Regions from separate parts of the Mus musculus genome. Here regions 1, 2, 3, 4, 6 and 7 are each linked to region 5. Evidence: chromatin contacts called from public promoter capture Hi-C data. All regions are on one chromosome and are shown on one strand. The core of a region is the stretch at or near the end of the contact, and the rest is flanking DNA. Distances in the headings are between cores, read along the strand shown.

The links. Promoter capture Hi-C pulls out the DNA fragments that hold promoters and counts their contacts.
Region 1: a contact with region 5 is called in a promoter capture Hi-C map of pre-B cells. The contact joins the promoter of Armh1 here to the promoter of Nsun4 in region 5. A contact is called at or near these places in 3 of 39 promoter capture datasets (liver and pre-B cells).
Region 2: a contact with region 5 is called in a promoter capture Hi-C map of pre-B cells, with 2.0 times the contacts expected there. The contact joins the promoter of Eri3 here to the promoter of Nsun4 in region 5. A contact is called at or near these places in 1 of 39 promoter capture datasets (pre-B cells) and 2 of 9 other capture datasets (adipose tissue and liver).
Region 3: a promoter capture Hi-C map of embryonic stem cells shows a contact between it and region 5, with 2.1 times the contacts expected there. The contact joins the promoter of Foxd2 here to the promoter of Nsun4 in region 5. A contact is called at or near these places in 6 of 39 promoter capture datasets (cranial neural crest, embryonic stem cells, neutrophils and 2 more).
Region 4: a promoter capture Hi-C map of pre-B cells shows a contact between it and region 5, with 3 times the contacts expected there. The contact joins the promoter of Kif2c here to the promoter of Nsun4 in region 5. A contact is called at or near these places in 2 of 39 promoter capture datasets (liver and pre-B cells) and 1 of 484 Hi-C or Micro-C datasets (B cells).
Region 6: a promoter capture Hi-C map of neutrophils shows a contact between it and region 5, with 2.2 times the contacts expected there. The contact joins the promoter of Cmpk1 here to the promoter of Nsun4 in region 5. A contact is called at or near these places in 14 of 39 promoter capture datasets (the 3T3-L1 cell line, 3T3-L1-derived adipocytes, the C10 cell line and 8 more), 1 of 484 Hi-C or Micro-C datasets (B cells), 2 of 115 datasets of contacts at active chromatin or transcription factors (embryonic stem cells and extraembryonic endoderm stem cells) and 1 of 9 other capture datasets (liver).
Region 7: a contact with region 5 is called in a promoter capture Hi-C map of pre-B cells, with 4 times the contacts expected there. The contact joins the promoter of Btbd19 here to the promoter of Nsun4 in region 5. A contact is called at or near these places in 2 of 39 promoter capture datasets (liver and pre-B cells) and 2 of 115 datasets of contacts at active chromatin or transcription factors (pancreatic cancer cells and thymic regulatory T cells).

The regions. Positions count from the first base shown.
Region 1 is chr4:117,250,186-117,254,156 of GRCm38.p6, reverse strand. Armh1 (armadillo-like helical domain containing 1) reads left to right here and starts at 2,240. Exons shown (of 13, transcript NM_001145637.1): 1 at 2,240-2,404. It overlaps Tmem53 (transmembrane protein 53), which reads right to left and starts at 2,206. Exons shown (of 3, transcript NM_026837.3): 1 at 2,023-2,206. The coding sequence starts at 2,083.
Region 2 is chr4:117,548,712-117,552,790 of GRCm38.p6, reverse strand. Eri3 (exoribonuclease 3) reads right to left here and starts at 2,426. Exons shown (of 9, transcript NM_080469.4): 1 at 2,061-2,426. The coding sequence starts at 2,195.
Region 3 is chr4:114,906,422-114,910,425 of GRCm38.p6, reverse strand. Foxd2 (forkhead box D2) reads left to right here and starts at 1,528. Exons shown (of 1, transcript NM_008593.3): 1 at 1,528-4,004. The coding sequence starts at 1,605. The coding sequence ends at 3,083. It overlaps Foxd2os (forkhead box D2, opposite strand), which reads right to left and starts at 1,169. Exons shown (of 4, transcript NR_030721.2): 1 at 768-1,169.
Region 4 is chr4:117,181,272-117,185,553 of GRCm38.p6, reverse strand. Kif2c (kinesin family member 2C) reads left to right here and starts at 2,930. Exons shown (of 20, transcript NM_134471.4): 1 at 2,930-3,123. The coding sequence starts at 3,063.
Region 5 is chr4:116,051,743-116,055,939 of GRCm38.p6, reverse strand. It overlaps Nsun4 (NOL1/NOP2/Sun domain family, member 4), which reads left to right and starts at 2,129. Exons shown (of 6, transcript NM_028142.5): 1 at 2,129-2,256. The coding sequence starts at 2,164.
Region 6 is chr4:114,985,122-114,989,183 of GRCm38.p6, reverse strand. It overlaps Cmpk1 (cytidine monophosphate (UMP-CMP) kinase 1), which reads left to right and starts at 1,956. Exons shown (of 6, transcript NM_025647.3): 1 at 1,956-2,218. The coding sequence starts at 2,051.
Region 7 is chr4:117,123,425-117,127,298 of GRCm38.p6, reverse strand. Btbd19 (BTB (POZ) domain containing 19) reads left to right here and starts at 1,641. Exons shown (of 8, transcript NM_001384196.1): 1 at 1,641-1,970; 2 at 3,159-3,360; 3 at 3,517-3,570. The coding sequence starts at 1,885. Tctex1d4 (Tctex1 domain containing 4) reads right to left here and starts at 486. Exons shown (of 4, transcript NM_175030.2): 1 at 441-486; 2 at 211-317; 3 at 1-23.

The DNA.
Region 1 (3,971 bases), core at 991-3,490, 1.2 Mb before region 5:
GGTTTGAGGAAGCAGGAACGCTGTCCCTTCGAGAGGAAGAAGGCTCACTTTCTAGATAGTATCCACATCATTGCAAAACCATCTGCTTCTACATTCCCTCCCTCCAGAAAACCACAGCTCTCTGCATGGCATCTGAACATGAAACGCTTGAGGTGCCAATAACTAGCCCAAGGCAGGGACACAGCAAAAGCTGAACTGAGCAGAAGGGATGTGAGGCTAATGTGGCTCAATAGGAAGTGCTTTCTAACAATTTCTACAACAGGCCTGGAACGTTAGCTACTGGGAAAGATTAGAGGATATTGGCAATTTCAAGCTCGTTTGGGCTACAGAGTAAGTTCAAGGCCAGTCAAGACAACTGTCATAAAAGGAAGGCTGAGCTGGTGAGTCGGCTCAGCAGGGAGAAGCACTTACTGACAAAGCACAGGACCTGAGCTAGCGCTCCAGCCCACCCAGAAGGAAAAGAGAACCAACTGCTACCAACTGTCCTCTGACCTGTGCACATACACTACGGTGTGCATGCACACACACAAATAAATAAATATGCAATCAAAGTTAATGCGGGCTGAGTATGACACAGTGGTAAAGCACTTGCCTTAGCACGCATGAGGCCCTGCGTTCAATCCCCCAGTCCTGCCTAAATAAATAAGACTGTCTCTACCCACGTGGGGAGAGAGAGAGTCCCTACCCTCCTGGCCTTGCAGAATGGAGAACCAGCCCTTTGCAGCTGATGGTTCTGCCAAGACAGAAATAGTAACTGACTTCATCTAATGCTATTGTCAAAAATTCTTCAAAAGTCCTTTCACATCTATAAGCCCAACGATCCACCTCTAGGGAGAAACAGATAGTGGCAGTCCTTCCTTCGTGCTTTAGGAGATGAGAGGCCCCTGCCCCATCCTAGATAGATTCCAAGCAAGAAACACACAGTGGGACAGGAGGGCATAGGAAGGGAGGCCTGGGGAGACTTTTTTTGTTTTTGGTTTTGGTTTTTTGGTTTTTTGAGACAGGGTTTCTCTGTGTAGTCCTGGCTGTACTGGAACTCACTCTGTAGACCATGCTGGCCTCGAACTCAGAAAACCGCCTGCTTCTGTCTCCCAAGTGCTGGGATTAAAGGTGTGCGCCACCACCACCTGGCTCTGGGGAGGCTTTTGAAGGAAGCACCCCCTAGCTAAACTTTATGATGAGCTGGACAAGTGCGGGGCAGTGGACTGGAAACACCAAAGAGCAGCATTGGCCGACCTGTACTCCAAGCCTCCTCTGCCCCAGTTTCCAAAAGGGACAACCTTCCATTCTCTGGTCCAACAACTTACACTACTTTACAAGCTACTAATCTTAGGAGGCCTCCCACACATCTTTTTTTAATGATATGGCCTTAGGAGGGTTAAACACACACACACACACACACACACACACACGTTAAGTTTAAATGCCAACTACTAAGCTTACTTCCATCAGGATTCATGCCAAGTCCTTTACACAAATAATCTCAGTTGTGCAACCAGCAATTTTTCCTCAGCTTTGCTCCAGGAAAACTAAAATTCAAAGTTGAAAGTTTGCCGAAGGTCATCCAATTACTAAAGGGATAGGATTTCAACAGAATTCCACCCGGCCTAACCGACCATTCTGTTAACCACTGCCAGGGTGAGCTGAGAAGGGCAGGACTAGGCTTGCTGAGTCCCTTGGCTTTTCTGAGGACCAGAGGCTCCCCCAGGAATCCAAACCTCTGCAAAAATGAAGGATGGGCCTAGTCACACTTGCAAATGAGGAGCGAGAATCCAAAACAAAAGAATTAGAATGAACCTTGAAGGGCCTCCAGCTACAAAGGGAAGCAGAACCTTGAGAACCTGTTGTGGAACAGAAAGACCCTCAGTCGACTGGGGGCGGGGCACGGGGGGCGGGGCTGGGAGCGCCCCGCAAGCTCTAGCCAGCCCTGCGGGACCCCCGAAGGGGGCGGGCCGAGGGAGGGCGGGCCGCAGGGTGGGCGGGGCATCGCTGTTAGGTCACCTTCCCAATCCCCCTCCATACTCTGGCTCCAGCAGGGCTGATCCGGGATCTCGATGCTGTAATCCAGCTCGGCCGAGGCCATGGTGAAGGTGCGGGTCTTCAGCACAGGCCTCCCGCCGGAACTCCCGCAGTTTCACCTCGGCGGGGCCGGGACGCCGCCGGGCCACGCCCCTCCCCGCCCACGCCCAGCGCTGTCCAATCCCCGAGCCGCACTCTGTGACCTCCCTGCCTAGCAACCAGGGAGTCGCTTCGCGCCTCGGGCGGCACCCACTAGCCCGGCCCTAGCAACCGCGCCCCGCCCCTACTGTCTTTGGGCCCCAGCAATTGGCTGACTCTCTTGATCTTGGATCAAGTATTGGTCAGTGGGGCAGCGCTCTCGGAGCGACCGCACCCTCCTGTGAAGGTAAGAGTCGGTGGGAGAGTTGAATGAAGTATTACGGGTCTGCAGAGGGCATCTCAGAACTTTGTCTTCTGGTACTTGGTAGAAAACTTGAACTTGCACCTCTAACTACATCTACCTCCATCGCCAGCAGCAGTTCCCAGGCTGGAGGCAGAAAAAACGAACAAAACAGTGTTAGGCGGCGCGTGCCAACGGGTCCTTCTAAACCTGTGGGTTGAGACTGGTTGCCTGACTGGAAAGGGGTCTTCGGGTAATAAGACATGGCCTTTCATGTGTGAGTCCAAGTAGTTTAGACGAGTACAGGAGTACAGCTTTCTTACATTTAGTAAATATTTTCTGAGCTGGGCATAATGGCGCATGCATTTAATTCCAGCTGTGAGGAGTTGAACTCTGTGAGTTTGAGACCATCCTGATCTATCTCCAGGACAGCCAGGGCTACACAGAGACACCCTGTCCAAAATAAATAAATAAACACATACATGCATACATACATAAACAGAAAAAGAAGCTATTTGGGTGATGGGAATGAGTGGGTATGGTGTGTAGGAGACAGAAACCAGGAGGAAAGTATTGAGGGCTGATGATTAATACGGTAAATAAAACCTCAAAGATGGCACTGGATTTACAAAGAAGTTGTTAGCAACCTTTGCAAGTGCCATTCCAGTGAACAAAAGAGTCAGTGGCTTGAGAGTGAGTGGGAGGTGACAGCATAGTGGTATGTCCCTGGAATCCCAGCCAGGAGTCTAAATGCTTCAAGCCATCCTCAGCTACATAACAAGTTCCAGGCTAGCCTATGCTACATGAGACTTGTCTTAAAAGAAAGAGGGGGGATGGAACACTTGCAAGGCAAGTTATTTTGTCATTCGCTGGCAACCGCTAGGAGGTACAGGCTTTTGTTCAGATGAGAGAGATCCAGCAAAGAGATAAAAGATAAAATCACAGGGGAATTGGGTATGTGAAAGCATATGGCCCCCAACCGTGGGGACTCTCACTTTACACTGCTGAGGAGTAACTGGGGAGATGGCTGAGCTAGTGTGAGGAACCAACTTAGACCCCCAGGACACACATAAAGGCTTCGGGGGCGGGGGGGGGGGGCTGGAGAGATTACTCAGTGGTTAAGAGCACTGACTGCTCTTTTGAAGGTCCTGAATTCAAATCCCAGCAACCACATGGTGGCTCACAACCATCTGTAATGAGATCTGATGCCCTCTTCTGAGGTGTCTGAAGACAGCTACAGTGCGCTTAGATATGATAAATAAATAAATCTTTTTTTAAAAAGCTGCGGGGGGGGTGTGGGGGGGCACACAGCTTTCCCAGAACCGAGGAGGCAGAATCAGGCATATCCCAGAGACTTGCTGGCCAGTCACTTTGGCCAAATCAGCAAGATCCAGATTCAGTGGAAAATCCCTCAAAAAAAAAAAAAAAAATGACAAGTGATGGTGAGATGGCTCAGTGACTAAAGGTGCTTGCTGAGCAAGCCTGGTGACCTGCACTCCCTCTGTGAAGTCACAGAAAGGAGGGAGGACAAAGCCAACTCCACACCATTAACCTTTGACCCTCGGCGCTTGTC
Region 2 (4,079 bases), core at 1,177-3,676, 1.5 Mb before region 5:
TGCTCAAGCTTGTATATGAATTATAGACTTCATGTTTCTAGTATAGTGTTCTCCTTAAGGAAGTTTATCTTCTAGAAATACCAAATATTCATAATATGTGAGCCTCGTTAAGGAAGTTTATCTTCTAGAATTATCAAATATTCATAATATGTGAGCCTCGACTAAGAATGATAGTCATGAGGTGGTGGTTCACTGGATAATTTCAGAATCCTATCAGAAAAAGACACAAGGCTTGCAATATTCAGAACTCAGGAACTGGGGCTGAGCCAGGACTGAAGAGAAGGGTTCATTGTTACAAACCTATAGGCAGTAACAAGAATGGAAACATACACTGGGAAACATGTTCAAAATACTTCTCAGCTGGAGAGATGGCTCAGAGACTGAGAGCACTGGCTGCTCTTCAAAGGACCTGGATTCAATTCCCAGCACCCACATGGCAGCTCACAGCTGTCTGTAACTCTAGTTCCATGGGATCTGACACTCTTACACAGACATACATGCAGGCAAAATACTTCCAAGTCTGCCTCAACTTCTAAAAAAAAAAAAAAAATCAAGCTAATCAAAGCCAAATCAAGACAACATGAGAGCCAATCACAGGCAGCATGTGCAGAAGCCAGCCAGGGCTACACACCAGGGCCATCAAGGCATATCTACCCTCGTCATCACCTCATTCAGATATGCTAAAGGATCAGAAATCACAGACATGATCTTGTAAGCTAGTGAAGTCTCTGCGCAAACATCTACAATTGGAACCATAATCCTGTCTACCACTCCACACACTTAAGACTTTATTCTATCCTGATCCCCTGGGAACAGGGCACTCTCCAGTTTATGCCACCAGGGAGTAAACTTTTCAAAATAAAATGCAATAACAACCCCTTTGATTTAGATATTTCAAGTTGAAGGGAGAGCTCTTAGCCAAGCTCCAGGACCTAACTGGCTGATTATTTACAGGATCTTTGGGCAGGAATTGTTAATGAGCTTTTAATTTGGAGTGCTTAAGTTGCCAAAGTGCTCTGAGCTCCAGTGAAGCACCACAGAATCCATAAAGGAAACCTTATCAATCACTTCCCGGCAGCTCCCTTCCCCCAGGCAGCACCTGCCGACAGGCAGCCAAGTGGGTTTCTAACCAAGATCACAGGCATACATTAGTGGAGTCACACTCCAAGTCACTGTTATAAATTGGCTTTTAAATGGTGGGCGATTCAAGTATAATATACTTAAGGTCCAAGACCGAGCCCACTAAAACAAGGTATACTGTGTATGATAAAGTCAGAATAAAGCTGAATTTGATGAAGCCAGTTTTCTGGTACAAACTCTACAGTCAAAAATCATTCGGCCAATCACAATCTACTACAGTTAAATAGCTTAGTCTTTGGCCAATGGGATTCATGTTTTGCTGCCCTTGGGCTGGGAAACCAATGAAATGCACTAGCAAATGCAAGCCACAAAAATGGTCAGAGACAATTATTGGCCCCAGTCATTGCGAAATCCAGCCTGAGGGGCAAGCTCTGTATCTCCAGATGAGGGGCCCCATACCCAGCATCTTCCAGGCCAACGTCGAGCAGCTGACATTTCACAAGAACTCAACCCAAGTCATGCTTTCTTTGTTTTAAGAAGACACCTGTTGCTGGACCACTTGCAATAAAGACATACAAAAAGCTACCTGGGTTAAGGCTCTTTCTCCACTCTGTCCACCTCTGTCCACCATTATTACCCACAGCTTGTGACTTACAAGGAAGTAAAGTGCTAGCATGTGTGCCTGTGCCAAGATGCGGAGGGGGTAGTCTATAAATAATTCCTTAATCTTCTACTTTATCTGGTCAAACCTCTCTCCTTCTCCAGAAATCTCAAACCAGGCCCTTTCATCAACTCACCCAGTCTCTCTCGCAAAGCCGAGCTCCCCCACCGCCCTCCCCAGCTATCCCTTCGCCCAGAGTTCTAACATCCAGGGTGAGCACCAGGCCAGAATCCCAGGCTCCTTAAGTGTGCGCGCCACGACCCACACCCCGCATGCATTAACCAGGGCCCAAGCTGGGGGCCCTCTCAATCTCACCCACCCCAGGGTGTTGCCCCCAGCTCGGGCCCATCCAGGTCCAGGGAAGCGTAAGGGGAGGGGCAGGGGGCCAGGAGACCAGCCCTCCTTCCCAGGGCCGCCCCCGCCCCCCGTCAGCTGCCGGAGAGGCTGTCGCCATGGCAACGCCCCCTCCTCCGGGCCAGCACGGCAGGCTCTCTCCAGGTGCAGGCCCCGGCGTCTCCCTCGGCCTCAGCAGACGCTCCGGGCAGTTGACGGCAGCGGGCACGGCCCGCGCCGCCTGCGGCGCTGGCCAGGCAGAAGCAGGGCCAGCTCCGCCCGCTTCCCACAGCCCGTTCCAGGCAGCCTCAACAGCGGCAGCCAGCACCACGAGTCCACAACACACCGACTCACCTCCGCGCACTCTGACCCCGACCGACGCGGTGGACGGGCGGGCGTGGTAGCCAACCGCTGAGCCCGCTGCTAGCGCCTTTGGCCAATGAGCTGGAGTAAGGCGGGGCTTCTTCTCTCCAAACGCTCTCTCTCCCGCCGACATGCGCGTTAAGGTGTGTCAAGATGGTGACCGTTGGCTCTGGGCCTTGTGGGACTTGTAGTTTAGAGGAGCCACGTATTCAAAAGAGAAAGGGAGGGTCACTTCTAAACAGTGAAAGGGGTTTTCTTAAAAAATAAATAAATGATAATAATAAAATAACCCGAAATCTTCGTCAGGCCTAAAATGACCCAGATGCTCTACTTATTTTCCCCACCTTGACTGTAGGCATTCGGTGAGTATGGGCTTAGGAGACATTCTCTTTAGGCGACACTTTTCTGTGATTCATTGTCAACAAGTAATCGTTATCTACTTTCTGATGCGGGCCTGAGGGAAATCTGGAAAGAAGGGAGGCGAATTCAGCTAAAAAGAAAATGCTGAGATTTCTGAAGGGCCTTTCTGAGGAGGAAGCTTCTGGCTTGTTGAGGCCCTCAGAGGAACTGTCAGGGTTAACAAGGTTTCTGGCCATAGCTGTAGTGGGTCTTTCACAGTCAGTCTCTCCAGGCAGCTGGGGAGAACTTCACCTAAAGCGATGGGTGAGTGTCTCCATCTTAGCTGTGCTTCTCTGGGAATCCACGTTATGAAATGGGAAGCATCAGTCTTAAGCCACTGGTGATTTTGACAGCCTCTCAGTCAGATCCATCTTAGGAGCCATCTTCAGTTACCAAGCTCCTCTGTCTGCCACCTGCTATTTTCCTTTAAGACAGCTAATATCAGTTCTGGACCCTGCCACCTCTGAGATCTTAATATAATGGTTCCTGCCTGAGCTGGAAATGCCTGTAATCCCCATATCAGAGAATGCCTTCTTTAATCTCATGCACATAATGGGTTAGATGGTTCTACTGTGAACCTACAGAACTGAGCACAGCACTTTACAATTGTCTCCCTGCCATCTCTCTCCCAGGAATTGAAACTCGTTTAAGATAGCTATTCATTTCCATATTGTTCATGCTGCATGGCTTATACCCAGTATGGTGTCAGTCATAGAGCAGCTATGCAATAATGTGTTTCTGACAAATGAAGGAGTAAACTGCAACAGAGACAGATATCACTCACCCCAACTGAGAAAAGGAGAGCCACGATTGCCTGTCCCCAAATCTTGGAACTAAAACTGGAGCTTCTTCTTCTTATCGTTACATAAACATTAACCTGGATTGGCCCATTCGTCAATGCGTGTTTATACTTCAGAATTGGGCACTGTCTGTTGCTGATGGTTTCATGGTAAGACATATAAAATCCATATCCTCAAGGAGCTTTTCTATAGGAAAGGAAATGGAAGGGATGGGCAATGAAAAGATAATATAAAAAGTAAAACAATGGGCTAGAGAGATGGCTCAGCGGTTAAGAGCACTGACTGCTCTTCCAAAGGTCCTGAGTTCAAATCCCAGCAACCACATGGTGGCTCACAACTGTCCATAATGAGATCTGATGCCCTCCTCTGGGGTGTCTGAAGACAGATACAGTGTACTTACATATAATAAATAAGTCTTAAAAAAAAAAAAGAATCTGTATTCT
Region 3 (4,004 bases), core at 279-2,778, 1.1 Mb after region 5:
AAATTGGGATCCCAGCAGTTTAAGTCCCCCGGTCCTGCTCTTAATCCTGCGGTGCACACCAGGAAAGTAGGGCCCTGAAAGGAAGTTACCTAAGGAGGGTCACAGAGCGCTGGGAGTGCACAGCAGGTATTGAGGCCCCCTATGCTGGAGCCTTGGCCACTGTGAGGCGCTGTTGAGGCAACAGCCAGCCTCTGTCCAGTTCTTACCTTCTCCCAATCCCTTCCAGCCCCAAGAGGTTGAAATGGGCTCAGTATAAACCTGAGCAACTTGTTTCTGGGTCCTAGAGGAAGAGTAGGGAAGAGGGATAAAGATGGGCAAAAGAATCTGGCTAGCAGAAAAAGCATACTGGACCAACCTTCTGTGGAGAAAGTCCCCAGATAAAAGGGCAACACTGGCCCAGGGATGAGGTTAAGTTTCTTCGGGGGGACATCTCCGTGAGAGTTCTGTTGTAAGAGTCTCTAAATCCGGAAATTAAGAGCGGGATTGTTAGACTTAGGAACAAACATCCAGGAAAACTCAGTTTCCGCAGGATATGCACGGGGGTCAAGAGAGACAATTATAAAGATTGAGATGCTGAGACAAAAAAAAAAAAAAAAAAAAAAAAATCAATCCTGCAAACCCAAGCTAAGGACCTGTGGGTGTGCGGAGAATGCGGCGAATGCGGAGACGAATCACTAAGAGGAGTGAGAGCAGACGGTCTTCCTGGGGACAGTGGCAGGGCCAGGGCCTTGGAGGGGAAAGAGAGGACCACCGCAGACATTTCTCACCTATCTGAGTAGGATCTTCCGGCGCCCGAGTTTGTTCCTCTGGATCACTCTCTTCACTTGTCCTCCAGAACTCCCTTAGCCTCCAGTAGGTCCTTGTCCGCGGCGTCGGTCTGGCCATCTCGGCTCACTGGCGATCCATCCGCGCTTCGGCCCGGGTGGCCCGGGCGCCGCCTTGGGGAGATGAGGAGAGGAGGTTTGTAGCCACTGCCACCACCAGATGCAGCTGCGCCGGCATAAGCTTTGACTTCCAGTAACTGAGCGCACTGAAGGTGGTGGTGGCTCCAGGGAGCCACGGGGTTGCGGGAGCTGCGAGGAGAAGGATGACCCGCCTCCAGCCAAGCGAGCCTAGCTCCCGCCACCGCGGCAGTTTGTTCCCGCCGGGCCCGGGAGCAGAGGACCTCTGCCCGCCCCCTTCCTTCCCCGCCCCACCCTGCCCAGAGAGCTCCGCCCCGGGCCCACAGTTCTTCCGCCTTAGGCTGCCACCAGGCGGGAGGGACTAATCTCCTGAAGCCCCACTTATGTGTCTAGGGGCCCAGAAGCCCAGATTCGACCGAGTAACGGGCTGCTTTACTGCTCTTCTCCAGTGCCTGGTTTTCTAGTCCCGGGGCAGCACCGGTTGGGTGCGCCCTGCAGGGTGAAAGTCCTAGAGTTTCAACACCAGGGGGCGCTGAGGAGCTAGGGGACATCCCCTCCCTGTCCTCCGCCCCCTCCCCGCCCGCGCGCAAAACACACTGGTCGGAGAGGCAGCACGGCGGAGCCGGAGCCGCGGGCCGAGCGGAGCCGGAGAGCGGCGGCGGAGGAGGCGGCGGAGGAGGCGGCGGCGGCGGCGGCGGCACCATGACCCTGGGCAGCTGCTGCTGCGAGATCATGTCCTCCGAGAGCTCCCCGGCCGCGCTGTCTGAGCCCGACGCAGACATAGACGTGGTGGGCGGCGGCAGCGGTGGGGGGGAGCTCACAGCCCGCTCCGGGCCCCGCGCCCCTCGGGACGTGCTCCCTCACGGCCACGAGCCTCCCCCGGAGGAAGCCGAGGCGGACGTGGCTGAGGACGAGGAAGAGTCGGGAGGTTGCTCTGACTGCGAGCCCCGCGCTCTAGCGCCCCGGGGGGCGGCGGCCGCAGCGGGAAGCCCGGGGCCCGGCGTGCAGGCAGCCCGAGGCGCAACGGGGCCGGGGCCGGGACCCGGGCCGCCGTCGGGGGGCGCGGCGACACGGAGCCCTCTGGTGAAACCACCTTATTCGTACATCGCCCTCATCACCATGGCCATCCTGCAGAGCCCCAAGAAGCGCCTGACGCTGAGCGAGATCTGCGAGTTCATCAGCGGCCGCTTCCCCTACTACCGGGAGAAGTTCCCTGCCTGGCAGAATAGCATCCGCCACAACCTCTCCCTCAACGACTGCTTCGTTAAGATCCCCCGCGAGCCGGGCAACCCGGGCAAGGGCAACTACTGGACGCTCGACCCGGAGTCGGCCGACATGTTCGACAACGGCAGTTTCCTGCGGCGCCGCAAGCGCTTCAAGCGGCAGCCTCTGCCGCCACCGCATCCACACCCGCATCCTCACCCGGAGCTGCTGTTGCGTGGCGGGGCTGCCGCGGCCGGGGACCCTGGCGCCTTCCTCTCGAGCTTCGCCGCTTACGGCGCTTACGGCTACGGCTACGGGCTGGCGCTCCCGGCCTACGGTGCACCTCCACCGGGCCCGGCCCCACACCCGCATCCGCACCCGCACGCCTTCGCCTTCGCCGCCACCGCGCCTTGCCAGCTGTCAGTTCCCCCGGGCCGCGCCGCGGCGCCTCCTCCCGGACCTCCGACGGCCTCGGTCTTCGCAAGCGCGGCCTCGGCGCCGGCCCCTGCGCCTGCCCCGGGATCTGGCCCGAGCCCCGCAGGGCTGCCTGCCTTCCTAGGCGCAGAGCTGGGTTGCGCCAAGGCTTTCTACCCCGCGTCCTTGAGTCCCCCCGCAGCTGGCACAGCGGCTAGCCTGTCCACTGCACTCCTGCGTCAGGGCCTCAAGACGGACGCCGGCGGTGGTGCGGGTGGCGGGGGCGCGGGGACAGGCCAGAGGCCTTCCTTTTCTATAGACCACATCATGGGCCACGGTGGTGGCGGGGCCGCACCCCCGGGCAGCGGCGACGGTTCTCCGGGATCGCCATTCGCCGCAGCCGCAGGTCCTGGGGGTCAAGCCCAAGTCTTGGCCATGCTGACTGCCCCGGCCCTGACTCCGGTGGCTGGCCACATCCGCCTCTCGCACCCAGGGGACTCACTCCTGTCTTCAGGGCCCTCGTTTGCCAGCAAAGTCGCGGGCCTCAGTGGCTGCCACTTTTGACCGCACCGGGCTCGGGCCAGTTAGGCCCTCACTCCTTAACCTCTCTGGGGAGCTCGGCCGGTCCCAGCGGAATTCAGGGAGTCTATTTATGAAGAGTCTCCAGACCTAGGCCGTCGCGCGTTATCGGGCACTTCAAGCTGCAAGCTCAGAATGTCACCGGCAGTTGGGACGAAGCGGGCTCCCTGGCCTCCCTGATCTACGCAATAGGTTTAAAGCGGAGACCGCTTTTCTGTTTGAGCATCAAAAAGGAGAGCAGGAACCTTCTCTGTGTCTTGCCTTTGCGCCTTTCACAGTCAGAGAATGCTTTGGCAGAGATACGCCTGTCGGTTGTTGGATCGCGCCAGAATCACCCATGGCTTGAAAAAACCCACTGCCCCATTCCTTCCTCAACTTTGAGACCCGCTCATCCAATATTATAATTTAAAGACATCTGTTATCTGCTTTGTGCTTAAGAGAAATTTTCAAAAAAAATTTTTTTGGTTCCTTTTGCTGTTCTTCAAGGAAGCTGGTTCCCTCCAAGCCTAAGGCAGGCTCTTCACAGTCGGGAAGCTAAGAGAAGTGAAACGGGGTCTCCACAATCCTTGAAGAAACCGCAGAGCCCATTTCCCCGAGGAAAATGTTTTCTCTCTGGTGTTTGGCTGTTTTTTATTTTATTTTTTATTTTAAAAAAAGCCCTCTTTGGCTTTTCCCGTGGTCCATAGGCCCAGCCATCCAGGGCTAGCGGTCCTCTTGGCCTTCTCCTCTGCCCCAGGCCCTGTGATATTTATTGTAGTTAAAGGCAATGAGAGTGGGTGGGAGAAGAGGGTCTGGAGAGGTGGGAATTGGGTGGGCAAGGGCACAGAGCTGTGGCGGGGGGGGGGCTCCTATAGTTATATGTAAATATCTGTACAGCGGGCTGCCCCCCTCCCCAACGCATTCTCT
Region 4 (4,282 bases), core at 1,681-4,180, 1.1 Mb before region 5:
TTCTTTCTCTTTCTCTAACCTCCTCCCTCTGTCTCTCTCCCCTTGGCAACTTCCCTGGTCTCCTTTCTTGGGACCAGTGAGAGCAGCTTTAATTTGGCTTGAGTAGGTTTATTACATTGGCAAAGATTACCTATCAGTATATATGAGTGTTTTATACTGTGCATCCCATGCAAGATGGTGCCATCAGAGGTCAGAAGAGGGCATACCTGATCCTCTGGATCGGATTTACAAATGATTGTAGGTAGCTGGATGGGTGATGGGAATGGAACTAAGTCCTCTGCAAGAGTAACTAGTGTCTTTAACTGCAAAGCCCTCTCTCCAACCCCAATAAATGTATTTTTAAAAAGAAAGGAGTTGGGCAGTGGTACACACCTTTAATCCCAGGATCAGGAGGCAGAGGCAGGCAGATCGCTGAGTTCCAGGCCAGCCTGGTCTACAGAGTGAGCACCAGGACAGCCAGGGCTACACAGAGAAACCTGAGAGGGGAAGGGGAAGGAGGAGGGGGAGGAGGGGCAGATACTTAGTAGATAAAGGTACTTGCCGCCCAGCCTGAAGACTTGATCTTGATCCCTGGCACCTGCACACTAGAAGGAGAGAACTGACTATTGAGAGTTTCCCTCTGATCTTCATAGGAGCACACCCACATGCACACACAAATAAATAAAGAAATATAAAATAAAGGAGGCTGGAGAGAAGGCTCAGCTGATAAGGGTATTTGCTGCTTTCCTGAGACCCGTGTTGTCTGCTCCATAACAAGACCCTGTCTTAAGGCCAGGTTTAAATTTTTTTTAAGATTTATTTATTTCATGTATATGAGTACGCTGTCTTCATGCACAACAGAAGAGAGCATTGGACCCCATTACAGATGGTTGTGAGCCATCATGTGGTTGCTGGGAATTGAACTCAGGAGCTCTGGAAGATCAGGTTCTATAACAGACTCAGCACAGCCAGAGCTACATAGTAAGACCCTGCCTCAAAAAACAAAACAAAGAAAACAGGTCACTCTGCTACACTGTGAGTTAGAGGCCAGTCTAAGATGTTCATGGACAAGAAGTTGTTTTCTTTTATATTTTAACTTTACCATCATCGTCATCGGCATGAGGTTAAAGGGATGACAGCCTTCAGGGGTTAGCTCTCTCTTTCCATCCTGTGTGTTCCAGGCTCAAGCACAGCAGCAAGGGCTTTTACCCTCTGAGCCATCTCAATACCCTGTCCTTCCTTCCACTGTTGCTATTCTTGGTTGTTGTTTTTTTTAAGATTTATTTATTTATTATATGTAAGTACACTGTAGTTGTCTTCAGACACTCCAGAAGAGGGCATCAGATTTCATTAGATTTGAACTCGGGACCTTCGGAAGAGTAGTCAGCGCTCTTAACCACTGACCTATCTCGCCAGCCCTAACAAAGAGTATTTGTTTTGGTTTGGGTTTTTTGTTTTGTTTTGTTTTTCGAGACAGGGTTTCTCTGTATAGCCCTGGCTGTCCTGGAACTCACTTTGTAGACCAGGCTGGCCTCGAACTCAGAAATCTGCCTGCCTCTGCCTCCCGAGTGCTGGGATTAAAGGCATGTGCCACCAAGCCTGGCACTATTCTTGTTTTTAATGTAACTACATTTAACTTGTTTATTTAGTATGTGTGTGTGTGTATGTGGTGCATGCCATGGCACATTTGTGGAGGCTTTGGGGAGTTCATTCTCCTACCATGTAGGTCCAGAAGATCAAACTCAGGTCTTCAGGCTTGTCAAGGTTGGATAGACCAAGGGCTAGACACCATTTACACTATACATATCCTCCGCGGGGCGGTGGGGGTTCTTGGTCTGCATAGGTCTGCATACTGGGGCAGTAATGATGTGGTTCAGTGTAAGAACGTTCCCCTAGAAGCCGGACAGTAGTGGCACATGCACAAAGTCCTGGAGTTAATACCTAGTACTACGAAACAAAAAGACATTATAAATAATGACAAAAATCAGGTATGGTGATTCATGCTAATTCCAGCATTTAGGCATTGTAGGCTGCTTTTCATTGCCAGCATCTTTTTTTGTTTGTTTGTTTGTTTGTTTGAGACAGTTTCACACAGCCCACTCTGGCCTCAAACATGCTGCTTAGCTAAGGTTGGCTTTGAAATTATTCTCTTTTCTTCATCTACAGGGAGCTAGGATTATAGGCATGATCTACCATACCCCGCTTCTCTTGTGTTCTGTTTTGTTTTGTTTTTCTAGAAAGGGTTTCCCTGTGTAATCTTGGCTATTCTGGAACTCAGGCTGTAGACCAGACTGACTTCGAAGTCAAATTTGCCTCTCTCTAGTGGTAGGATTAAAGGCTCGAGTCACCACCGTATGACTTCCCCCGTGTTCCTAATAGGAAAAAAAAAAAAAAAAAAGTTTCACGGACAGGAACCATTCGTCTTGTTTATTCCACTATCCCAATCTAGCACTATGTCTAGCACTAGCATGTGACTATTTTTAATTGGTGTCTTCGAAATATTGTATACATTTCAAAGAGAAAGCAATCATCAAGAAACCAGGATTTGAACCCCTGTCTGTAGAATCACAAGGCCCTCACTGAAACATTATACATAAGTTTCCTAGTCTTACATAAAGGCAGAAGTTCGACCTGGTAGCGGGAGGGTAAGGCCAGAAGCCATAAAACCTTCCCATCAGCTGGGCGTGGTGGCGCACGCCTTTAATCCCAGCACTCGGGAGGCAGAGGCAAGCGGATTTCTGAGTTCGAGGCCAGCCTGGTTTACAGAGTGAGTTCCAGGACAGCAAGAGCTAGAAAAACAAAACAAAACAAACAAACGAAAAAACCAAACAACCAACCAACCAACCAAAAACCCTTCCCATCAGTCTCAGAGCTCGGGAGCCCGGCCACGCGCCGGAAGTCGGAGACCAAGACTACATATCCCACATTGCTCTGCGGTGCGTCGCACTGGTGACGTTGTAGGGAGGCTGGCGCGCGGGATTTAAACTGCAGCGGTTTAGGCGTTGTTAACACAGCGCAGTATTAGCAGAGTCGTGGTTTCCAAGCTTCTTTCATTTGTGTTGCCTGTTGTTGTTCCTGAGTCCATGGAGTCGCTTCACGCACGCCTGTTTCCTGGTCTCTCCATCAACATTCAACGCAGCAATGGTGAGGGCAGGGTCTTGAGGCCAAGGGGACGACCCAAGAGCGGTGAGACTGCCAAGATGGTTATCTGAATCTCCGTGTGGCAAAGCTTTGGGATACTTTCCCTTATTCCACACTGAGGGGGTCCATGTCACTACACTGGCAGTCGGTGTCCCCTACACAGGAGGAAAACGCTACTTTGGTTGTGGGTCCCTTGCCTGCTTTCTGAGTGTGGGCGGAGCACGTCTGCGGTTATTGGTGCGCCTAGCTAGGTTATAGCGATTGGATGCATTTCCTCTGAACCTGTTTTGCTTTGTTGGACCCGCGGCTTCCTCGGCCTCCTGAGTGCTGGGATTAAAGGTCATGCACTACCACGCCCGGCTTTTTTTTTTTTTTTTTTTTTTTTTTGGCGTTTGTTTTGGTTTTTCAAGGAAGGGTTTCTCTGTGTAGTCCTGGAACTCCTGTAGACCAGGCCTCGAACTCACAAATCCCCTGCCTCTGCCTCCCAAGGGCTGGGATTAAAGGCGTTGCACCACCACTGCCCGGCTCAACCATCTGTCTTTATTAAGCAATTTCTACAGGTCTAATAACGGGTCATTCATGGACTAGCCAACCACTGCCAAAAATGGACCAGGGAACTCCAGCGGTCCAGCTCTTTACTGATGTGTTCAGGAATAGCTCCTCCAAGGAATGTAGTAACTTACTTGCTCAAATGAATCTTCATTCTGTTGGAGCGGTGATGCAATTTTATCCTATGGAGCTGGGGTTTAAGGCCCATTCCCTGTTCACTTCCACTGTGGAATGGTCTAAGGGTGAACCCCACTAGAATTACTAACTAGCATTTGTGTTTTGTTTTATTTTTTGAGACAGTTTCTCTGTAACAGGGCCTTGGACCTGGACTTGCTTTGTAGATCAGGCTGACCTCGAACTCACAGAGATCCACCTACTGTACTTTGCAAGTGCTAGGATTAAAGGCATGCACCATCACAGGCCTAGTTCTTTGGTGTTTTGTTTGTTTGTTGCTTTTTAAATTTATTATTTTATTTTATGTTCATTGGTGTTTTGTGAAATCCTCTGGAAGTGGAATTACACTTTGACAACAGGGTTTCTCTGTGTAGCCCTGTCTGTCCTGGAACTCACGTTGTAGACCAGGCTGTCCTCACTCACAGAACTCCTCAGGCCT
Region 5 (4,197 bases), core at 880-3,379:
TACATTAACAGCAAAAAACAAACAAACAAACAAACAAACAAAAACAACAAAAATTGAGACAGTTTTCACTATATATCCCTAGCTGACCTTCAACTCGCTGCAGAACAGGCTGGTCTCTAACTCAAAGAGATCCACCTGACTCAGACTCCAGGAGCTCACGGATTAAAGATATGAACCTTTGTCTGCAAAGGAAATAGGAACTCCACAGGAAGATCAACAGAGTCAACTAACCTGGACCCTTGGGACTTTCAGAGACTGAACCACCAACCAAAGAACATACACGAGCTGGACCTAGGCCTCCCCGCACATATGTAGAAGATGTGCAGCTCTGTCTTCATGTGGGTCCCAAATAACTGGAGCAGAGACTATCCCAAAAGCTATTGCCTGTCTGTGGGATATGTTCTTCCAGCTGGGCTGCCTTGTCTGGCCTCAATGGGAGAGGATACGTTTTGCCAAGCAGACCTGATGTGCCATGGTGGGGAGATAGCTGGGGGGGGACCTCCACCCTCTAGGAGGAGAAGAGGGAATGGGGGAGGCATTGTGGGAGGGGAGTTGGTAAAGGGGTAGTGATTGGGATGTAAAGTGAATAAATAAATCAAGAAACAAAACAAAAGGGGCTGGTGAGATGGCTGAGCGGTTAAGAGCACTGACTGCTCTTCCAAAGGTCCTGAGTTCAAATCCCAGCAACCACATGGTGGCTCACAACTATCTGTAATGAGATCTGACTCCCTCTTCTGGAGTGTCTGAAGACAGCTACAGTGTACTTACATATAATAATAAATAAATCTTAAAAAAAAAATTCTTAAAAAAAAAAAGAAACAAAAGGACATGTGCCATCGTGGCCTCATTTGGCTCACTAAAATTTTGAAACTCAAATTCTCACTTGTTTAAGTCTTATTTTACTTTTATTGTTTAAGATAATGACAGATAGCCAGTCGGTGGTGGCGCATGCCTTTAATCCCAGCGCTTGGGAGGCAGAGGCAGGCAGATTTCTGAGTTCGAGGCTAGCCTGGTCTATAAAGTGAGTTCCAGGACAGCCAAGGCTATACAGAGAAATCCTGTCTCGAAAAACCAAAAAAAAAAAAAAAAAAAAAAAAAAAAGATAATGACAGATACGTATGTGACTTGGATGATGAGTACAATTTTTGGCAGGTGCTCATTCTATATTTGTATGAGTTACAGTTTGGGCACACCCTTTTAATCCCAGCCCTTGGGAGACGGAAGCAAGCAGGTATAATTTCCAGGCTAGCCTGGTGTACATAGAGAGTTATAGGCCAGCCACGACTATGTAGTGAGATCTTGTCTCAAAAATCAAAAGGAAAAGAAAAGAGTGTGTTATATGTTTGTATATGTTCATGCATATGTGCATATGGTCTATGAATGGCAGCTGCAGGTCAACACCACACGTCTTCAGATGGTCTCATGGAATCTGGAGCTCACTAATTCAAAGACGTTGGCTGCCCCACAACTTCCAGAGATCAGTTTGACATACTTAACATTTTTAAAAAATTACGACTTAGCTGATTATACTATATGGTGGGTGGCAATACATTATAAGAATAAATGTAAGGTTACAGAAAAGCTGTCTGACCTGTAGCTATGAAAACCAAGCTTGGCCTGGAACTCACAGAGATCCGTCTGCTTCTGCCTTCCAAGTGCTGGAATAAAGACATATGCCACTCTGCTCAGCCAAACGATCATTTCTAAAAATAGTGATCACCCCCTTTCTTCTTGGATCCTAAGCGGCGTAGTCAATTTGATAGTCTCAGAAAGAACACAAAATTAGGTACCGAGTCTTGAAAAGAACCGTCTAAAAGGAAGATCTTGAAACTGGCTTCTATGGCTTCCTAGCAATTCCGCTTCTGTCTATAGTCTGCTCTAATTTCGTTCTACCTCGGCAGCTTTCTCCATGCAGGTTGAGCCCAGAAGGCCTTCCCTGCAACTTCCTAGGAGCTCCTTTAGATGCTCTAGCACAGCCACCGCTTCGTGTGCGCCCCGAGGATTCTGGTGGGTGGGGTGTGGAGGTAGGCGGAGCCCTGGGGGCGCCGCAAGCCTAGCCCCGCCCTGTCTGCCGCTGATATTCTAAGCAGCCCTCAATCCTTCCCGGAACCCGCGAGAGCGCAGCTGCAGTTTCAGTCGGAATTATTGGCGTTGTTAGTTGACATGGCTGCGCCCGTCTTAAGATGTGTTCGGAAGCTGCTGAAGCTCGTGGACTTCACGCCGGTCCCGCGGAGATATCGATATAAGAAGAAATGGGTAAGGTCTGACATTAGAGGGAGACTTATCCAGCCCTTGCGTTTCCCGTCACTCACAGTTGCATTCGGGACATGAACTCCAGGGACCGTAACCTTCTTGGAGCTCTTGTCTCACGCCTGCCTGTCCTTTTATTAACCACAAGCCTCTTCCTGTTGCGTAAGCAGCCCCCTGACTCCGCCCCTCTCTGTTAAGTCACGGCCTGAGCTTTCATTCGGTGACGTTACATCGCCTCATGTTACTTTTTCTTGCTTACTTTTATCTTGCCCTTCCCACCCTTCTTTTTCCTTTTCTTTCCTCCCTCTTACCCTTCCCCTCCAGTCCCATGAACTCTTCCCCTCCTTTCCTCCTTAAAATTTCAGCCCCTTCAACTTCACCTCAAGCAGACTGCCCTAACAACTACTCCTTCCCTCCTGAGTCTCCGTCGTCCTGCAGGAAAGGATTCACCCCTGTTCTCACTCTCGAGGTGCCTGTGGCGCCCGGGAAAGACTTCAACGACCACCTTTCCTGTAATGCTGGCCTTTCTCCAAATGCAGGCAACAGATTCACCAACCCCCCTTACTCTAGAGAACCTTTCTCTTGCCTCACCATTTCTTCTCCGTGCTTACCTCGACGGATCCCCACCCCGCCCCCTCCGCCCCCAGTCCTCTCCTCCCCACCCCCACCGGAGAGGTGCCCCTTTGAACCCTTTTCTCCACTCCTAGGAAGGCTGTACAGACAAGAGCCAGCTGGTTCATCCTCTCCTTGTTTTGACCGATTCAGCCTTCAGGGGTCACCCTCTCCTCATCAGCGGAACCTATGTTGCAACTATATTGATTCCCCAGAATCTCAGCGTTCATGCCCTCCAAGTCCGCGTCTTTGTTATGTGACTTCCCCACCTCTCATTCATCAGGCCCCTAGAGCCAGCCCAGTAACTTCCCCTGAACTTACTCATATAACCTTGGAGACAGGCCCGGTGATTTCGACTCCCCTTATGCCAGGGTCCCAGGGAAATTACTCCATCATTTCACCTCTTCTTACCCATCGGCCCCTGAGACCTGGCCTTGCAATTTCACCTCCCCTTGCTCACCGATCTGTGGAAACTAGACCTCTAACCCCTGCATCCATTTCTCACCGAGGGCCCCACTGTCCCTCTAGAAGAAGTTACAATGATCCTCCCCTTTCTTCAGCATCTTCCCCACCCTCTGGCAACCCTTACCACGACAACCCTATGCCTCCAAACTCTTGTGAACCTAAACCACAGCTTGATGTACCTCTTGGGAAAAATGGCTGTGGCCCTCCACTTTCTTCTCAGGCAGGCATGTCTGGCTCTCCCATCTCACCTCAAGAGGGCTGTATTCATTATTCCCATTTATGCCCAGATTCCCAGATATCTGCCCCTAGGAGTCCTTTCTGTGTTATCAACCTACCACCTGAGAGTGCTGGTTCTCCTAGCTCATCCCTGCCTCAGGCTCTCCAGAAGCCCTGTGTAGGGTCCTTTCTGTGGGAGCCTGGGGGGAACTCTTACCTCTTACTAACCCCAGGTACTATAATTTCTGGTCCTTCCTGCACCACAGGACCACCTCTTCCTCAGTGTCCTAATCCTTCCCCGTATTTCCCATCTCCCCTGAACAACCAGTGTGTAGCTCCACCTCAGTCACCCAGAGGTTATAATGAACCCCGCCCTCCTACCTCAGCTCCCCCTCAAATGAAGTCCCCCAAATCCCCTGAATCACGACGCAATCCCTACAAGTGTCGGTCCCTAGACAATACACCCCACCACACTCCTCCTAGCCATTCTAAATCCCATAAGACCAACACCTGTCCTCAGCCTCCCTCCCAGTCCTTTGGCCTCTTTAGTCCATGTATGGAGCCAGCCATCACAACTACTTCAAATTCCTGCCCAAAAGAACCTCCCCCAGAGACCGCTGTCCTCAAAACTGTTGCTCCTACTTCCTGTCCTCA
Region 6 (4,062 bases), core at 707-3,206, 1.1 Mb after region 5:
AGATCCGACTGCCTCTACCTCCAGAGTGCTGGTTTTAAAGGTGTGTACCATCACCCCCAACTATCCACTCCTTCTTGATGGTCTTAGACAAGTTTTCATTTTACTTTTGTCCCAGTTTAAAGTGCAAGGATTTTTAGTAGTTTTCTAAGGCCAGAGTGACTAATTAGCAGTAAGACTTAAAGAAAGGCCTGTGTACTCTTGGTACACGCTCCATCCTCTCTGCTTTAATATCTGTACAAAAGTGGGGCAATGCCCCAGACAAGGCACTTACTTTCTGTTGGTAATACAGAGAGTCAGGACTAGTTTTGTTTCTTTCAAGTCTCAAGTGCTCTGTTTTTCCATGCACAAAAACACAAACCTGGAAGCTCCTTGCTTCTTATTGCTAAATATTCTTGGGCCTATTTTGGCTTTGAAATTTTTTTGTTTGTTTGTTTTTTGTTTTAAGCAGGGTCTCATGTAGCCCAAGCTGACTTGGAACTTGCTATGTAGTTGAAGCTGGCTGTGAAATACTTCTTTTCATACCTCCACCTACCAGCTGCTGCAAATATAATTTTGTATCGAGCTGTTTGGGTTTCATTATTGTTTTGGAGATGGGAGTCTATGTAGCTCTGGCTGGTCTGGACCTTAAAAGTGTAAACCAGATGAGGGTGGTCTTGAGTTCACAGAGTTCCATCTGCCTTTGCCTCCCAAGTGCTGGGAATACAGTCAGGCTTCAAACCTATCATCTTCCTGCTTCAGCCTTTGACTTCAGGTTTCTTATTTGGGGAGCTGGAATATTGTAGGTCCAAAGCCAAATTATCTATCTTAGCCCCCAATCAACCATTTATTGTTCACCTCTATGTGACCTAACATTCTTGTGACTATTAGGTAAGTCCATTTGTAACATACAAACAGAATCCTAGCTTCCAAACCCAAAGGCTAAGAATGTGATTGTAAGGGTCCATGACTTTTCAAAGAATGACACCCTGGATTCAAAAAGTATGTAAATACAAAGAGTGTTTTATTTTGCAGAAGTTCAGCATGCTGGGGTCTCCCATTACCAAGAAAGACCGAGAAGTGAGCTTGCAGGCCCAATTTAAAGCACACTGGGGGAGTTCTGAGGTAGGTGGGCTTTGTCTTACTCTATCTCTAGTCAAGTGCAGCAGTGAGGAGGAAGGAAGTTTAATCTGTAACTGATTGTGAACCATCCATTGAGATAACTCACTACCTTTGGATCAGCTTGTCTCATCCCTCTCGTCATCATTTGGCATCTGGGGCCAATAACAGTACCAGCTTTGCTAGAAACCATCTCTACCAAGTTATCTGAAAAAAAAATTGCCATGATTCATAGCTTTGTTCTGTTACTATAAAAAACTCCATGAAAATGCTACCACTGCCGACTCCAATTTTCAAAGGTTTGTGTTCATCCAGGCTCAGTTTTCACTCTTTTTCTTCTCTCTTCAGAGTTTTCCCTAATGGCCCGAGTCAGGGTAACAGAGCTAAGCTTAAAGTCTTTCCCTGCGGTTAGAATATAACCTAAGTGCTTTTCCATAACCGACTCAACTCTCCATTAATGACTTTCCATTCCACTTATCCAGCCCTAACCTTCTAACATGCCCTTCTCTCTTGGCGGGTCACTGCATCCAAGTCTCTGCTCTTTTCAGTCCTCAAGTCTTGGTTCCAAGGTCACCTCTTTAGAGGCCTTCTTTGCAAACCTCAAACTGTTCTCATTTTCCTTTGGTTTCCTTCCCAACAATGCCGTTGTTCCTACTGACTCCTGTGCTTGCCTCTTCGGTTAGGCCGCTTCTCTTGGGAAAGGGAAACCCGGGAGATTGAACCACTGGTCTGCCTAAACGTCAATCCAGGTTCTGAAACTGAAATGCCTTGGGTCTCCAGCCACGTTAGGAAGAACCGGAACCGCGAGCGGAAGCTGGCGCAGCGCACGGAGGCCCCGCCCCTTCCTGTCACGGCGGCCGGCAGCTGGCGGCGGGGCCCCGGCGCCCGCTCTGCCCGCCCCCTCCCTGCCGCCCCGCCCGCGCCGCCGCGCCGGCCGCTGTCAGAAGCGCGTTGTATGCTGAGCAGCTGTCGTCGGCTGCTCCCGCACGTCCTGGTCCCGAGCTGCCCGCCGCTGACCCGCACACTGCGGCTCTTCCCTCTCCACCTCATGAAGCCGTTGGTCGTGTTCGTTTTGGGCGGGCCCGGTGCGGGCAAGGGGACCCAGTGCGCGCGCATTGTCGAGGTGAGGCCGTGCGGGAGGGCGACGGAGAGCTCCCGGGCTGAGCGGAGCGGGCCGGGGCCGGAGGGAGCAGCCGCGTTGGCGGCCGCGCCCCTCGCTGTGGGGAGCGGACTACGAGTCCCGACGGCCACCGCGCGCCCGGGCCGAGGGGCGTCGAGTCTACGAGTGCTTTGTTTCCGCGCGCCCTTGCTTCCACTCCTGGGATCCGGGTCTTCTCGCTACATCTCTGGCTGTCAGTCTCCGGCTAACCGGCCTCGAGGAACCCGACCCGGATCTTGTGGTAGTTAAAGTGCCGGATTTGTGAGAGCCCAGGCGCTAACCTTTGGCCCAGCTGACAACTCACGCCCTTTTCCTTGGGCGAGTGAGTCACTCACTCTCAGTGAACCTCAGTTGTCTAAGCAAATAAAAAACTCTGCTCTCCGAGAAAGTAAAACACCACCCAACTATAAAATCCTCTTATCATTTTTTAAATAATGTTTGCTTTAGGACTGCAGAGATGGCTGAACGGGTAAGGGCGCCTACCACCACGTTCCATCCCTGAGACCCACAGAGAACCACAACCCCACTCCCGCGAGTTGTCCTATGATGTTCACTCTAGAGCTCAAGGGTTTGCCCACACAAATAACTAAATACAATTAAAGTTTTGACATAAGTTTACCAGTTCCATTCTTTTAGTATTTGAGGTCAGGGGTGGCATGTACACGGAGAGAGGCAAAGACTTTAAACTCAAGCAGGTATGGGTTCTAGCCCGTGTTAGCTGTAGTGATGGACTGTCTTGTTTTTTCTAGCCCCTATGAGCTGTAATGATGCGGTGAGGAAGGCTTAATGGACTGTCTTGGGCAGTGTTTTAAAGGAAAACAAGACAATCAGAAAGAAATGGCAGGGTTGGGGAAAAACACCCAACATTCACCTTTAAATTGAGTGCTTGATAAAAGGTTTTGACCCAGAACTTGATAATTTCTTCTTTTCCTATAAGCCGTGGCCTATATTTGCTTTGTATTTTTTTCCACGTTCATATATTCAGCTCCTGCCCTATAGTCTATTCTCTAAAGAACAACCACAGATAAATAAAGTAATGTGGTCTAAAAGTTGTGTGTTTTACAGTTATGTCTAGAATTACAGATAACTTTGGAAAATCAGTTTAATCACAAAGCACATAGAATTTTTCTCCTTATTTTTACTTCTGTTTGTTTTATCTATTAGAAAGCCAAATGACAAGTGGATGGTTTCAGTTTATAAGTAAAATGATTAAAATATAGATAGCATGGTAAAGGAGGGAGTGAGTCAAAACAGGTAAGCAGTTCAAGACCTGACCCTGCTATTGTTTTTCCTAGCCCCAGAGATTGCTATTGTTTTTCCTAGCCCCAGAGAAGTTACTTTTAGCCTAAGTTACTTTGTAAGAAGGGAGAAAATAGAAATGAAATGTCTTGTTTTGTATCTGTGACTGCTAAATGAGGTCTCACACCTGCACATAGATGCAAATGTTTAAGCTTCCTGGTTTTATTATATTGGTCATTTAATTTATTTTTAGAAAGACACCAGGTTGATTTAATGTACTGCAAGGAACAGCAGGTTGGGTATAAGATAACTATCTGCAACTGGTCATTTTTATTTTAAAGGTGGATTACTTTTTTTTTTTTTTAAAGAGAGTACACTGTCATTCTCTTCACACACCAGAAATGGGCATTGGATCCCATTACAGACGGTTGTGAGCCACCATGTGGTTGCTGGGAATTGAACTCAGGACCTCTGGAAGAGCAGTCAGTGCTCTTAACCTCTAAGCCAACTCTCCAACCCCTAAAGGTGCATTACATTTTAAAACTTGGCTTATGACTTTCATATTGAGT
Region 7 (3,874 bases), core at 392-2,891, 1.1 Mb before region 5:
AGGTGCTTAGAGCCGGTTAAGAGCTGTGAGAGACACAAGCAAGGAAAGGGGCTGCTTAGTCTATGGTCATGGAACCTCTACCCAGTGTTCCTTTCCCTTGGTCACAGGAGGCTAGATCCACTTCCCCTTTCTCCTCCCACTTGACTTCATCAGCAGAATGGGGACATGAAGCTGGTTTCTGGGTTTCTTCAATAGCCAGAAGGGACAGACCCGACTCCATCACTCCCACAGCTCTCTGTAGCCTCAGAGGTAGAGAACTTAATCATCTTCCCTGCTCTGTGTACGGTGGGACTTTTCTCCCTCTCCACCGGCTGCATCTGGAGGTGGGAGACATGGGGAGAAGCAACTTCCATCGTCCTGCTTGGGTCTCTAACTCCTTCGGAATCACCTATGAGACGGATGCCCTCTTCCCCTGAAACTCCCGCAGGCATCTGACTCACCTGCAGCCTTTGGCCTCCAAGCTCTGCTGGCCCCACAGTCTTCACTGAGCTGGCCTGACAGGCCTGTGGGCGAGGAAGGCTTGTGTTGTGCAGTTACCATGGGGCTGTGGCAAGCACACCTCTCCCTCCCAGAAATCCTTCCCCTGGCCAAACTCTGGAATAACCTAAGTGTTCCTGCTATGGGCACCTGCAGAAAGGAGGGGCGCTCTGAGTTACCAGGGAGAGAGGGTCCACGGGGGCTTGGAGTTCTAGGGCATCACAGGCTAAGGGAGCCGGTGCCGAGAGAGGTGCACTGTTCAGAAAGGTCCTAGTTTCAGAGCCACTATTTCATATGAATCTCTCCCTGCCTCTTCACCCTTAGCTAGCCTCCTCTAATTCACAGGTCCACGAGAGGAAAACCCACCAGGGGGCCACTGGATCTGGCCTGGCCATCTGTGAATAAGTCACGGGGGGGGGGGGGGGCTGGGATATGCTAAAACCTTGAGATTGCGGGGGCAGCTTCTTAGGAATTTAGTATCTGGGCTCACAGGAAAGAGCACGTCATGGTTCAGCATTCTCCCCAGCAGCCTCAACAAGGACAAACATTTCCGCTTCAGGGCAGGGTGGGGCTTGGATGACTTCCTTAGTTCAGAGCTATGTGCTGAAGGGAGGCCTATTGGTTCAGCGGGAAGGACCCAGGCCTGGCATGGCCATGACTCAGTGATTCTAAGTCCGGTTTCTTAACCTTTGCTGACCTACTCACGTGTCTGGGACCTGTAGGCAGCACCTCTTTCCTTAGGGGGATTGCTTTTCGGGGCTGCCAGAGGCTGCGCTACTCCTGTTAGAACTGACACCTCACCTCCCCTGCTCTGGGAGGTGTGGGGCTGCCCCCTCCCAGGCAAGCTAAGTCTGAGCCTTGAAAACCACACTTAGGTTTGAGAATTTTCCCTGATGGGGTGATGTCTCGGGTGTTTCTAAAATGCAGCCGTGGGAAGGGATTAGAAAAGCAGAGGCCTTGGATTCTGAACTCAGTGTAGGCGGGGAGCCAGCCAGCACTAGGGCCCTCAGACTCATCTTAGGGCCCTTCTACTGCTGATTTTTTTCCCCCCCTGGGCGTATAGGGAGATGGGCGGGGCCTCCTCAGGCTCAGCTCCAGTTTCTATGGAAACCCACAGGCTTCCCACCCAGCTGCTGCCTGGGCAGATTCCCAACCTGGGCCTCATCCACCACCAGCCTCTCCCGGGATCATAGGCCTTTCTAGCCCCAGCTTCTTCTCTGGGTCCTGTCTGCATCTGCATCCCTTTCCTGAACCTCAGGCCTTCTTTAAGGACCTGGGCCTTTCTGCTCCTATATTTTAGCTCCTCGGCAAACAGGCCTCCAGCTCCTGCCCTCCCTCTCAGGTCTTTCTTGGCCTGGCTAGGCCTTCTAGACTGTTCCACCCTTTAACCTACTGCCCACTGCACTTATGGAGAACCCAGGACTGGTGGTACGTGGGCAGGCTGCACCCTTTTCCACAGCACTTCGAAGCCTCATCAACAACCCCCAGTACAGGTGAGGCAGTGGCCCCCTGGGGGGTTTTCCCTAGCTGGCCTGTGAATTTGAGGAGGCTAAGGGCAAGGAAGCCCGGGAAAGAACACTTGGCCTCCCTGGGGAACTCAGTCTGTGAGGAAGTCAGCTATAGAGGAAATTTACTTGTCTGTGGCCACACTACCCTGAGAGTCAGAGGCGGGGGTAGTGGCAGATAGAAGGGAGGGCAGCTGTGTGAACTCAGGCAATGCCTGAGTTCTCTGGCTTCTCCTCCACCCCCTCGGCCCTGAAAGATGGGTTATGATTTGATTCACCCCCATTGGGCTTTCGACTGAGCACTGGAACGTCTTATCTTGAAGAGACAGAGGTATGGATGGCTCTAGCGATTCATAAGAGGAACGAAGCCCAAAGGATCGAGCCGGAGACCCAGACAGGAAGTAGTTCAAGGTTTCCGACCACCCACTGCTTGCCCAAGAGACTAGTGCTGTCTGAAACCAGGAATAGAGTTCACTGGGGGCAGGGCTGGTCATGGGAGACAAGAACTCTGTTTCCCATCCCCAGACTCTCAGAGGCTGCCCTGCTCCCCAGGGTTAAGACTGCCATAATTCTCGGTTTTTTGAGGACAGGGTGCCACAGTCTGGCCTGAAGAGTGGAGCCTTAGGCAGGAGGCTTTGGAAGCTGAAGCGCTCGCTGCTGCCTCCTACCCCTACTTAACACAGAGGCTGGGGCCGGAAGTGATTATGAAGATGGAAAATGTGGTCTCACCTCATGATGGTGATCACTGTCATGTCTGTCTGCAGTCAGTGTGCTCTGTACCCCACATCCTCACACCCTCCCACAGGAAGAAGGGTAAAAATGCTGAGTTGGCATTTGGTGAAGGCGTCCCAAGAGGAGTGTCCTCTCCCCCAAGATTCAGACTGGGGAGACATCAACCTGGCTTGCATGAGCTCTGCTATCCCCCTACCCCCCCATCCCCCCGCCCCCTGTGAACCAAGCATAGTCCACTCCCTTGAGACCTGCCATCATGGCTGAAAAGTCTTAGAGTCAAAGATATAAAGTCACCGAGTGGAACTGAGACTAGAGCACAGGCTTGTGTCTTCCAGATGTAGGCTTTGACCTCACACAAAAAGAAGCCCTAGTGTGACAGAGGTAAAGCCAACAGTGTGATCTAGGTCTGAGATCCCCTCCCCTGGCCCTCCCTCTCTTCCACAGTGATATTTGCTTTGTGGTTGGTCAAGAACGGCAAGAGGTATTTGCCCACCGGTGCTTGTTGGCCTGTAGATGTAACTTCTTCCAGAGACTTTTGGGCCCTGGGGTACCTAGTCCTGTGGTGCTAAGCACTGTGCCTGCCGAAGCCTTCTTAGCTGTGCTGGAGTTCCTATACACCAACAGTGTCAAGCTGCACCAACACTCTGTGAGCCTACCAAGCAGAGGTCTGGGTGGGAGAGAAGATGAGGATGCCCGAGTCAGAAGGATGCCCATTATGCTGTGGGTTGAGGGGTGGGGGAAACTCCCTTCTGCTCCCTCAGCCACTCCCCTCTCCCTCCTCGCCCCCCCCCCCCCCCCGCAGGTGCTGGAGGTGCTGACAACAGCTGTGGAATATGGGCTGGAGGAACTTCGAGAGGTGAGTGTCTCAGGCAAGCCATCTTGTCTCCCTTGCCTTTCAGTTCATCGTCTCCTTCATAGTCTGACCTTCTCACACAGAGTATGATAGCTCTCTGTGTACACAGGATCTGTACATGCTCAGTGTGTGCTGAGTGAGCACAGGAAGTATTTATGGCTGGTTCTTCAGTGCAACGGTGAATTGGCTTTGGCCCATGATTGAATGGAAGGAGAGACATGAAAATGCTTAACATATATGGAGGCTTTGTGCTTCTGGCTTAGGGAGGATGGCAAGGTTAAGGCCAGCCTGAACTACCTAAGGAGTT